Regions from separate parts of the Mus musculus genome. Here all the other regions are linked to region 3. Evidence: chromatin contacts called from public Hi-C data. All regions are on one chromosome and are shown on one strand. The core of a region is the stretch at or near the end of the contact, and the rest is flanking DNA. Distances in the headings are between cores, read along the strand shown.

Evidence for each region. A called contact is a pair of places that touch in the nucleus more often than the background predicts.
Region 1: a contact with region 3 is called in a Hi-C map of uterus, with 5 times the contacts expected there. The contact joins the enhancer-like site here to the promoter of 4930423B08Rik in region 3. A contact is called at or near these places in 8 of 484 Hi-C or Micro-C datasets (the AML12 cell line, cerebral cortex, cortical neurons and 2 more), 1 of 115 datasets of contacts at active chromatin or transcription factors (kidney) and 1 of 9 other capture datasets (adipose tissue).
Region 2: a Hi-C map of the C2C12 cell line shows a contact between it and region 3, with 4 times the contacts expected there. The contact joins the enhancer-like site here to the promoter of 4930423B08Rik in region 3. A contact is called at or near these places in 5 of 39 promoter capture datasets (the 3T3-L1 cell line, the C10 cell line, liver and 1 more) and 2 of 484 Hi-C or Micro-C datasets (the C2C12 cell line and adipose-derived mesenchymal stem cells).

What each region holds. Positions count from the first base shown.
Region 1 is chr10:68,353,337-68,357,256 of GRCm38.p6, forward strand. No RefSeq gene overlaps it. Among named protein-coding and RNA genes, the nearest start is that of Gm32748, 15 kb to the left of the region's middle. Within about 2 kb of position 1,590, at least 118 of the 459 cell types and tissues checked have an H3K27ac peak or open chromatin away from gene starts, as enhancers often do. A contact at or near this core is called in the AML12 cell line, adipose tissue, cerebral cortex and 4 more, where this site is marked.
Region 2 is chr10:68,704,338-68,708,637 of GRCm38.p6, forward strand. No RefSeq gene overlaps it. Among named protein-coding and RNA genes, the nearest start is that of Tmem26, 17 kb to the right of the region's middle. Within about 2 kb of position 1,309, at least 39 of the 459 cell types and tissues checked have an H3K27ac peak or open chromatin away from gene starts, as enhancers often do. A contact at or near this core is called in the C2C12 cell line and adipose-derived mesenchymal stem cells, where this site is marked.
Region 3 is chr10:69,325,957-69,330,137 of GRCm38.p6, forward strand. It overlaps 4930423B08Rik (a long non-coding RNA gene), which reads right to left and starts at 2,305. Exons shown (of 2, transcript XR_380547.3): 1 at 2,129-2,305; 2 at 399-638.

The DNA of each region.
Region 1 (3,920 bases), core at 340-2,839, 970 kb before region 3:
GTAGCTGTGTGTGTGGAGGTGAGTGTGTGGAGGTGTGTGCATGTGTGAGGGCAGGTGCCTTTACATCCAGAAGAGGGCATCAGGTGTGCAGGAGCTGGAATTACACGCGGTTGTGAGCCTTCTGATGTAGGTGCTGAGAACCAAATTTGGATGCCTTGTAAGGAGGAGCACCCACTCTGAACTGTGGGTCTTTCCAGTCTCTTAAAATTCTTCGGGGTGGGGGTGGGAGGAGTGTGGGGGGTTGGCGTGAGGTCATGGCTTACAACTCTTTTTAAAAGATGTAAGTTTCACGACTCCCTGTACACCAAAGAACAACTTCATTTCATATTCCTTCTGGAGTGTCTTGACTGTAGCCATTAGCAATCCATCCTCCGTTTTCCTAGCCCGTATTTTCTTACAGCCTCGCCGAGAGACGCCGAGTTTTTGACCCAGTGTGAGAAAATATTAAGATGGTTCTGAGATTTCATCACCCGACGAAAATAAGGAATCCCCAAACTGCAGGGTCATGGATGGACTTTGGGGCTCGGGTTTCCAGAGGGGTCAGATTTCCCCTGGCTCCTCAAGTCTAGTGGAGAGAGGCTGGGTCTGAAGCAGTATCGGTTTTTCTGGCACCAGAACCACGGCTGAACACTAATGCGTTTAACAGTTGGACTTATTTTTAATCTACTGTATTAGGGAGCGCAAATTTAATCAAGAACAAAATGTTACCGACGGTGTTTTTGTTTCTGCGCATGCATACATTCCCAGTGCTGTCTCCGGTTCTCTTGAGCTACAAGCTCTCTGACTTATTTCATAACATTAGATTTTTTTTTTTTTAAGTGCCAATGTTTGTGGAGGGTGAAGAAGGAGAGAAATAAGGAGCTGGAGACGCCCCCCCCCCATCATTAAAGAAATAATTGCAGTACAGATTTTTTAACAATTGCTCTCCCTGCAGTGAATGTTGTTATGGACGGAGCTAATAAATGTCTTCAACCATTACTGCTGGGATACACTTTTGGCTTATTTTTCTGCCATTGGGAGGCATGGCTGGGTTGAGACATTCGGTTTTTTTTTTTTTAGCTCCCCCCCCCACCCCCCCCCCCCCCCCCGCCAACACCACCCCCCCTTAATCAAAGAAAGAGATCTTATCTCCCTAGCCAGCCTAGCTTACCCCCTCCCTCTGCCCTCCTCCCTGGATGCCTAGTTTACTGAAACCTGACTTGCAGGTCAGGGAACTGGTAACAGATTAATTTTACTCAAAGAGGAACACTAAGTATTTTGGCTGGGACACATGAGAATCCTGTTATAATATTACCATTTTCCCCTTTCTAAATTAAATATTAGGAAAAATTAAGCCAAGTAGTGGCCCACGCTACAGTGGAAAGTATTTCTCTCACAAACACGGGGAGATAAATGCTTGTGTGAGTGAAGGCACAATAAATACACATTATGTTAAAAAACCTAAGATTATGCAGGTTTTAGAGTTATAGCTAAAAGTGGTTTAGTGTTTCATGCCTAATAATAGATTACGCCTATCATATTTCCAACCTTCATTTCTCCTCCCTTTGAAGTCCAGCCATATAAAGGTTGTTTGTTGAACCACACTAAAGTTAAAGCAAACATTACTTAGGGTGATTCATACTGGCAAGAATTTGCAATGAAGGCAGTGGTGTGTGTGTGTGTGTGTGTGTGTGTGTGTGTGTGTGTGTGTGGTGTGCCTGAGTCAAAGGAAATGAAATGTTTGTAATATTTTTTTTCGGTTGATAAATTTATTAAAACATTCTAGAAGCTTCTAAGGGAAGCAGGGCTGACATACATAGACTCTCTGCAAACAGATTACACCCGGGGCCCCGTGGGGGAGGCAGACCTTAAAAGAGGGAAAAATTCTCTGGATTTCAGAAATTGCCACCAGGTCACAGCAATACTTAATTAACTGAATCCATTAACAGAAGGCTGTAACCTAGTTGTTAAGAAGAAGGAAAAAACAAAAGACAAAAAAAACCACACACACACACACACAAAAACAAAACAAAACAAAACAAAACAAAACAAAAAACCAAGAAAACAAAAAACAAAAAGAAAGAAAGAAAAGGAAGAGCAAAGTTAGGGAGTAGCTAGATTCATTTACTCCTCTGTTCTGTGCTTAGGATTAGCCTTTCAGAATGAGCAACCTGATTTTTTTTTTTTTAAAGGATCCATTTACCTTCCAGGCCTTTTCATAGCAAAACATTTTGTAGGGTTGCAAAAGAGATTAATTTGTTGCCAGTTGCTCCATACTGGCAGGGTTTCTGAATAAAGAATGTAAGCAATCTATCTTTGTTTGTAAGATATAATTAATCTGGCAGTTAAAATTCTTTGGAAACATTCTGATGACTTATGTGGAAAAGTGGAGCAAAGATTTCAAAGAAAAACTCAGAACTGTGTGCAGGGGAAGATAAAAGATATATGAAGTGTTTGTTCTAAGCGATACTATTCATTTACAGATCATAACGTAGCCCCACCCTGGCAATTATTCTGGAAAACAAGACAAATCTTTGTCTAGAGCCTTCTGACGGCGGTCTTGATTTGACAAACAAAATAAGCACATTACTGTTGTACTCTAATAGACTGCAAGCTGTTTTATTAGAGTCAGCTGAATCCTGTTTTGCATAAAAAAGAACACTGTTTGCTATGGAGAACACATTTATGTTAATAGGACTTTGACAAAGTAAAATAAAATCGCATTAAGATGCTGCAAAGAGATAAGACAATGAAATCTCCGGGAGAGAGAGAGAGTTTTGGCACACACTAATTACAGTCACGTCCCTGCAGGAAAAGAATATATTTTTACACCAACTATCCATGTGTTTGAAAATGCAGAGAGCTTAAAGCATAATTCCTGGTCTCGGCATTTCCTGGATGCGTCAGGCCCCGTGTGTCACTAAGGTGGTGACTGTTTTAAAGGAGTCTATCTGATAAATCCCACTTTCATTTTCAGCAGCAAAGGCAGGTTTCTTTCTGAATGTGAGCGAGCCTGCCATCATCCTGCTTAGTTTGAAGGGACTTTCCAATATAGGGCCGCTGAAAACAAGGTTTTAGATTACATGGTAATTTAGGAATGCATGAAAAGTGAAGCAGTTACCATAATAGGGTTCTGGGTAAACTTCATGGTTTTTAGAGCAAAACATAACAACATATGTTTTGTGATTTGTCTCAATGATTATATACATATATATATATATGTATATATATATATATATGTATATATATGCAATTTTGTTCGGGTACTATCAAAATATTTGGAGGCCTCATCTGTGCACAGCATTTTTATAACCTTATTTTGAAAACTGATGTCTCTTCTTTTAGTTCAGTCATTAAAAGGCAGGCGATGATGGACGCCTGAATGCCTTGGGTTTTATGACTAGTCAGTTCCTGGCAGCGGCCATATTTCTTCCCTAGTGAAACTTTAATATTCCTTTGGCCTTGTTTAGGCTAAAAAAAAATTTTTTTTTTTTTTTTCAGGATGTGTGTGTGGGGCAACTTTGCTACTCTGGCTGGCTACTTATAAATATCACCAACCAGATATCATACCAAGCAGATATCTGCCTCTCCCCCGCCCCCTGCTCCCCACCCCCCATGACTTAACACCCCACAAAATGAAGAGGCCAGAAAGGGAGACCTATTCTCCCTGGCTTCTAATAAATACTTCCTGCCCTGTGATTATGCTAGATTCTTTCCTGTTAAAAGAGGCAGGGTTATGGAGAAAACCTTGTCGGTGGACGGCGGCGCTATTGAAGGGAAGTGAGCCTCCTTGGAGTAGAACGGGACTGCTATTTGAATTGCTGCTTTGGAACTTGTCCTGAATGAGGCAGCTTTTATGAGAGGCCCGATTTTCAGCCCAGACTCTTTGATCTTCTTGAAGTTGCAACACCAGACACCAGGTGTCTCCACTTAGCTGAGCT
Region 2 (4,300 bases), core at 59-2,558, 620 kb before region 3:
TGACCTGCGTTCCAAATGTTTCTGGATTGCACAAACTTGATAATTATATTAATCACCACAGTACTCAAAATTGTTTGTTTATTCTTTTTTTCAGCCTCCCTCCCTATGACTGGTGACACCAACATACTGTTTTGAAACCATAATATGGAATCTTGCCCAAGACATTGAGGAATTTATGATCCAACTCTCTAAACATCAGGAAAATATGTTGTCTGGTTGATTTTTTTTAAAGAAGAGCTTCACTTAAGATCTAGGTCCAGCATGTGAATTGAAGAGAGAAATCAAAATAATGAGCACATACCCACCATTGGACTGATGCTTTAAAACTAACATTTGTCCTCTGAGATCATAACAAATATTTTAAGCTTTCATCTAGGATCAGGAGGCCAAATTAGACTTTGTAACATAACCAGTAGACATTCATTCTCTCTCAGCTCTAGAGGCCTGACATTCCAAGACGAAGTCCCAGCAGATTATATCCTAGTGACCCTTGTGCCCCCGGATTTAAAAGGCTACCTCTGGATATGTTTCCATGTGGGCATTTCCCCCTCTACTTCGCACTGCCTTTTTCTTTAAGAAAGCCAGTCTTCCTGGGCTAAGGCTTTACCTCTATACATCCATCTGTTCTCGGTGACCTGCAAATGCCCCTGTCTTCAGATACGGTCGGGTCTGAGGCTTTCATATATGAATATAGAGTGATGGACTCAATTCAGGGCATTACATTCTGATGAGATGTCAGGAGAGAAGCAAAATACTTTACATCATCTTCCGAGGAAAGACCTAATTTTTAATTATACATAGGATAGATGTAGTCTGGTATAGGAGCATGGTGTTTTTCTTTTTCTCACTTGCTGATTATATATGATTACTGTAGGTGTATGATGGGGATGGTAGGTAAGTTCAGAAGAGAAAAATTATAAGAGTTGTGTCTGTGGTCAATTTGGGTGGGCCCCAGGATACCCAAGAATCCAACCATTGTTCTGCATATCTCTGCAAGTCTGAATTTGGATGAGATTAGCGCTGGACCACAGTGTGTGAAGTTCTCATGCAGCAAATCAAAGATGTGAATGGAAGATGCTGAGTTTTCCTCCAAGAGAAGAAGAGATTCCTCCTGTCTGTCTGTCTTTTTGAAGGAGAACGTCTTTCTGTTCTGGAGGTCAAAGAACTGAGACTCACAGTTATTTCTTGTTTCTATGGATCCCTCTCAGTCCTTCTCAGTGTCAAACTGGATCTAGATGTGGAAAGTGGATTGTGGTTGATTCAGTTTCTCTTGGGAACTCTGACTCATGCAGATGTGAATCTCCAAAGCCAGCGGTCTACTCCTCCTTACTTGTTCATGTGCATTGTGACTCTTGCCTACTTAGTCATGGTTGTCATCCTGTTGTTGCAAAATTTAGAAATCAGAAAAATCTCAGCCATCATTTCTAGTTTTATGACTCCTTGTGTGAATCAGAAGCTTGAGTGATTACACAATATTCAAAAGACGAAGAAAAGAGTCTTCTGAACTTTCTGATGCACAGGCCACATGGCCTAGAAGGAATCATTTGTCAGCTGTGACATCTAGATTCCTCCCTCTGTAAAACGGGAATGAAATATATCCCCTTTCATCTCACAGCATCTCTTCAGATCTCATGATAGCACATGTCAAAGTTCCTTAAAAGTATGAGTCTGTTGTGTAACAGAGTTTGCTAGGAATGCTGCATGGTGTACACATGACTTTGTTAAGATGGGTTTATCTTGAATTAAATGTTTCTACACCTGGCACTGGAGGTACACCTCAGCAGCTAACAGCACTTGCTGTTCTTGCAGAAAACGGGGTTGGGTTTCCAGCACCCACACGCTGGCTCATAGTCATCTGTAATTCCAGTTCCACGAAACCCGGTGACTTCATCTGGCCTCAGCAAGTACTGAATGCACATACATACATGAAGGCCAACACTCATACATTAAAAATAAATAAACTTTAAAAAATGTTTATAAGTTTCCAAAACTTAGGAAACATCTTTTGGAGGTAGACACCTTTGGGAAACTTCCAGGCAGCTAAGGCCACTCTTCCTTCTCATTCACTGTCCTGGCTGACTTGGGAAATTCAGCAAAGATTCACTCTTCTAGCGAAGGTTCTAGAATTCTTCCATGACCAATGTTTCCATAAGGCACCAGAGGACCAGAGGAGGCACATGCATCATGGTAATCTCCAAATGACTGATCCTATGGGCTAGCCTCTTCTATAAAGGTCACATCTAGATGGTGATTGTCCCATGTAACACAGAGATGTTGGTGGAGTTGAACATATGGAGTATGAATCATTGCTGTTAACAATGGGAGCACAGTTTCATCTCAATTAGCTTTCCTAAGATGTTTTCAGCATGTCTTTCAGTATGGTAAGCCCTAATGGTCAGAATGATGGGCAGTTCTTTTTTTCTTTTTCCTGTATAGAACTCTAGACCATGGGGATGAACACTTCAGAAAAGAGTGAATTGCAAGGAAGAGCAGCATCAAATAAAAAAAAATGTCAAGAGTAGAAAATATGCTGAATTAGTCTACTTTCCTCTCAATCCTTTCTCACCTTCCACCTACCACTCCGAGCAAGAATCCTTCTGAGAATATTTTCTCAACTATTTTTTCTTTTGTTCAAATTACACAGAAAAAAAGAATTGTGTGATTAAAGCCAGCAGAAGGTTTTGTGTTTCTTTTTGTCACTGAGTCATAAAGAAAGAAAACAAAACACACTAGGCTCAACCTAAATCTAACCAATCACATAACTTTATTAAACACAGCATCAACAGAAAGAAAATATGTAGTGCTTTCCCAGGAAGGAATAGTGCCAAGAATAGAGTAATTTTCTGGCTTTGTCTTTGATATCTATAAATTTTGTTCCATGTGGTTCACTATGTTACTGAACAGCTGTTGATATTAAACATGAGGAGAAAATCACAAATAGACAGTAAAATACATCAGGGGTTAGCAGATACTAACTAGCCATACCCCACAAGGACCCTATTCATATGTATTTTAAACCTCAGACTAAGCAAAACATTTTCTTTTCTATTATTCTATCTCCTCATTTTTTTTTTTGTGGCCAAGTGTGTATTGGATACAAAACTTGTTCAGACCAAAACTTGGCATGTGAGCTCTTGATTTGACTGCAGTTGGGTTACCACCAATTTGCAAAAATGAAGTATGAATAATAATCTTACTTATGAGAGTGCAAAGTAAAATAAATCTTTGCTTTGCCATCTTATCAAGGAATATAAATCGATCTGGCATGCAAGTCAACCTTAATTTCTTATGTAAAGGTTCCAGATGTTGTTACAGCTCTGTTTTATAAATATAACCAGCATGTTAGACATAATGATAGATCTAAAGATGCCATAGATCTCAGACATGGCTCTTGCTCAATGAACTCCATCCAAGCCTTGAGCCATATGATTCAGAAACTCGACTGGGCTCACTTGAGAGCTTTGCCTCGATGCCTATGCTTCTGGCCACCAAAGGCTCACTGGTGAACCTCCTCCTGCTCCAGCAGAGGATTGGACATCAGCTCCCAGCAGCTCCCCACTTCTAGTACCCTCAGTTCCAGGGAAATCTGAGGCCACTGACTTCCACAGGAACCTAAGCACATGGGCAGTGTCACATAGATATACAGCATTAAAAAACAATAAGAGTAAATCCATAAAAGGGGAGGTTTACAAACGTTATCATAGCCTGCACTGAGACTAGCCTGCCAGCTTGACAAGTGAAGTAGGCCCAGACCCTCACTCAGTGTTGCTCCTTTCCCTGCTTATGTCAGGCTTTTGGGCAGATGTTTTTTTCCTGTTTGCAACCAGCGATCCCTCATCAGAAGTTATCCCCAACCCATATCCCTGCCTTGGTTAATACTTATTTATCTAACACATGTGATCATGCCAGTGTGCATGTGCATGCACGGACATGGAAGGGCAACTTGCAAGAGTCTATTCTCCATTTCTACCATGTGGGTAGGTTCCAGGGGTCAAAGTTGGGGAGGTGCTTTGGCAGCAAACACCTTTACCCACTGTGGTATTTTCAATAAGAATGACCACCATGGGCTCATATATTTGAATCCTTGGTTCTCAGCTTGTGAATTGCATAGGAAAAATTAGGAGATATGGCCTTTTCTGGGAAATGTTTGCCACCAGGAGAGGCCCAAAACAGAGTCTCTCTCTTTCTACCTCTTGTGTGGGGATCAGATATAAGCTCCCAGAAATTGCTCCAGAGCCTTACCTGCTTGCCTCCTGTCATGATGTTTGCCAAGATGGTCACAGACTTACCCCCTGAAATG
Region 3 (4,181 bases), core at 1,055-3,554:
ACTCACCAATTACAAGTTGGATGGATGGATGCATGCATGGATGGATAGGATAGGTGGGTGGGTGGATGCATGGTTGCATGGATGGATAGAAGGATGGGTGGGTAGGTGGGTGGATGGATGGGTGGGTGGGGGGTGGGTAGGTGTATGGATGAGTGGGTAGATGGATAGATGGATGGATGAATGAGTGGATGTATGAATGGATGAGTGAGTAGATGGATGGTTACGTGGGTAGATGGATAGATGGATGGATGAGTGGGTAGATGGATGGATGGTGGAGTATATTGGTATATAGATGTGTGAATAGACAGATGAATAGGTGAGGGAGTGGACAGGTAGGCGAACAAGGATATACAAACCATCACACAGGTAGATGAAGAACTAAATAATGAACTTCAGAGTATGGTAGATGCCAAAATTTATTATAGTTTAGGTAATAAAAATAGTTTTGAAAGATGATGTATAAATACACTTGGTATAAGTACAAAGTCATCTTGGTGTGCTCCTGAGAAGGACACTGCAGCCCTGTCACGGACCAGAGCTCCACACAATGGAAGGCTATAAACAGCAGGCGGCATCACATGAGGGTTTTGCAATAGAAGGTTCACAGGACACAACTGTCTCCATCACTCAGGGTTAAGCTGTTTGGAAATGGAAACAGTCATGCCCTGTGTATTACTTTATCCAAAAGATGCCAGGCTCCCTGCATGGGCCCAGACCATCTATTGGCCTCTGTTTGAGGCAGGTTGCCAGGATCCTTTCTGCCAAGGAATTGCTGCAGTCTTTCCAAATAGGGAGTGAGCCAGTTCAGCAGATGTATTCTTGTTTGTAAAACTCTCCGAATTTCCCCTGATCAAGTGGGAAGGCCTATGCACACTGGCTCTGAGGACAGTGGGGGGACACTCAGTCATAGGCCTAGACTGCATTCAAGGGTCTGGTTCCAAAAAGGCCACCTTCAGTGGTCCCTCCAGGGGAAACCTGGAGGTCACCTGGGACCCTCTAAGACATTGGAGCTCAGTCTTCCTAACGCTGAGACCCTTTGATACAGTCCTCATGTCTTGGTAACCCCCTAACATTAAATTATTTCATTGCTATTTCATAACTGTAATGTTGCTACTGTTGCGAATCATAATGTACATATCTGAGATGCAGGATATCTGATATATCAACCCTTGAGGTGAGAAACTGACTCTCCATAGAAACAATAAGCCCCCAGGCCAGGCACCATGTTACTGTTAGGTTTACTGTCTTGGGTAAAATGGCATAGTAACCAGATGTCGTGAAAAAGGGAGCAAACCAATTCTCAATAGCAGGCAAACTGAGGCTTGGAAAGTCATTTCCCCCGTGAACCAAAAAAGCATCCAAAGGCCTCTCCACGGCCAGCCTGCAGCCAGCCCTCTTCTCCGGCTTCCTGCTAACAAGCAGGGTTACCTGTTATATTCTGGCAACAGAACCTTTGTGTATGGGTGGTCCTGTTCCCCCAATTGGTTCTTGGTCTCTCAGTAAAGACGCCATGGGCCAATCACTGGGCAGGAGAGATAGGCAGGACTTCCAGGTCCCGAGAGGCAAGGAGAGACCAGAGTTCCTGGTGCTTCTGATGAAGAAAAGGTGACCAGCCCCGTGAGATCTTGGGTGGAGCAGCCGTATGTGACCACTCCCACAGGCAGGGAAGTCGGAAGTGATTAAGTAGGATGTAACTGAGCTACTAAATCTGAGGGCAGGTGGAGAAGTGCGGAGATAAGAATATTGATGAGGGCAAGCTTTTCCTGGCGGGAGATAGTATCGCCCAGCAATTGTATCAAAAGGCAGATTGAAATTGAACAACTGTGTGTCTGTGTCTTTTATCTGTGGATTCCTGGGAAGCTGGGTGGGGGCTGGTAGCGCTGCCCATTCCCGGATCCTGGGCAGGGTAGCAAAAGCTACTTGCAACACCTTTGACTGGAACTGAAGGTGAGACACTCAGACAGACCTGGCCACCACGTGTTTAAGCTGTCTTCTCCTCTCTGAGCTTCGCGTGTTATTGTCTTCAGATCGTTTGTTTGAAAACAGAGCTCATGTTGGCTTGGAATTCATTATGCTCCTGCCTTGCTAGTCATACAGGCCTGTGCCACCTCACCGAGATTTCAGTTACCTTCTGGATAGAGCCTGGACCAGTTGCGGAAGCCACAAGCATCGCCAGCCATCTTGGTCCCTGGATGACTATCTGTATTCAGTCACTAAGCTGTCTTTTTATGGCCCAGTGCTATGACTACAGAAAAAAAAAAAAAAAAAAAAGGAAGACACGCCCATTGTGAGGTATTTCCCATCATGCCTTGCAGCAATTAGCCAACCCTCAACAAGGTGTATCAGGCCGTCGTGGAGGGTCCGCTCACCTGCCTCAAATGTTATCATCATAAATCATGAGCAATTCTCTTCTCAGTCATCAGATCCAAACAGACCTCACTGGCTTTGGAAAGCTGGCCCGGTAAGCCTGTCGCAGGGCATTATGTGTGGCTCAGCAAAGATGCAGGACAGGATTGGTAAACTCTGAGCGCTCCACGACACTCAACATGTGTGTTCATTCATAAGACAGATACATTTACACTGTGCTGCCAATAATCCTAGCATGATTTAAACATAACCCTAATAAGAGAGGGATTAAATCTATACATAAAAGTTAATGAAAACGTGACATTTCTCCTTATAACATTTAGATTGTCTTTCATACCCCTTGCGGGATGCTATTCATTTAAGCCCTGGAGCCTCAGCTTTCTGGGGTGGAAACCTTGTTTGTGGAGACATGACTGGTTTCAAGGAATAATGGAAACCTCTTGGGTAGCTTACACTCAGGCAACACCTTTCGCTGAGCTATCTCCAGGTCCTGTCCAGGTTGCAAGTGTGGACTGTGTGTTATCTGACAGTGCAGACTCCAAGTCTGTTGCCAGGGTAACCAGACGACGAAAGCTGTGGGGTGGAATAAAATGTTTTATTTATCTTGTTTTCTGTTAAAGCTAGCAGAACAGCCCCAAGGGGTGTGCTGGGTCACCAATGGTGACTATTTAAGGATGAATGGATGGCTGGATATATAAAGTCATTGTTAGCCCACAGGAAAACCACAGCTAAGATGTCATTCTTAGGCAGGTGTGGCCACTCAAACCAGTAATCCCCGGACTCTTACGGAGCTGAAGCAGAAAGATCATAATTTCAAGCCTAGCCTGGGTTATGGAATGAAAGCCTTAAAAACAATAATAAAATCCACAAAATAATTCCCTTCCCCAAACTCTCCATCACAGATGAGACTACTACAGCTCCCCTCAAAGGAACACGCAAGAGAGCAAAACTAGCCGCAAGTGCGAGAAATTGCTGTTATTAAGTAGTGCATGATTATTCGAGTACAATGAAGAGACGTGACATCATTCCTCACAAAGCGTCTACTCTACTCTTAAAAAAATAAAACAGAAAGCCAGGCTGGAGACTTACACCTATCATCTCAGCATTGCAATTATATTTTGAGTGCTGGGCCTTCCTGGACTTCAGCATGAGATCCCGTTTCAAAAATTTCAAATACAAGGGTTGGAGAGACAGCTTAGCAGTTAAGAGCAGAGCACAGGCTGCTCTTGAAGAGGACCTGAGTTCAAGTCCCAGCATCCAGTGGCTCACAAAGACCTATAACTCGGGGCTGGCGAGATGGCTCAGTGGTTAAGAGCACTGACTGCTCTTCCGAAGGTCCCAAGTTCAAATCCCAGCAACCACATGGTGGCTCACAACCATCCATAACGAAATCTGATGCCCTCTTCTGGAGTATCTGAGGACAGCTACAGTGTACTTAAACCTATCATCTTAAAAGACCTATAACTCCAGCCCCCCAGAGGGGCCACACCCTCTCCTGGCCTTCAGCCACGCCCTCTCCTGGCCTTCAGAATATTGTGCTCACATTCACATACCCACACAGAGATACCCGCACATAATTAAAACACAAACATTTCTTAAAATATAAATACATAGTGCGCATATATAATTAAGAATAAAACATTTACATACTTAGCAGAGGAAATTAAAAATTGGTTAAATTAAATTACATCAGCATACCCCATTGCTGCCACCAATGAACTCAGAGCTACAGGCACCTATGGCCATCTACCAAACTCTCACTTTTCTAATATATATATCGTTTTGTGTTTTATTGGGACACTTACATTTATTAT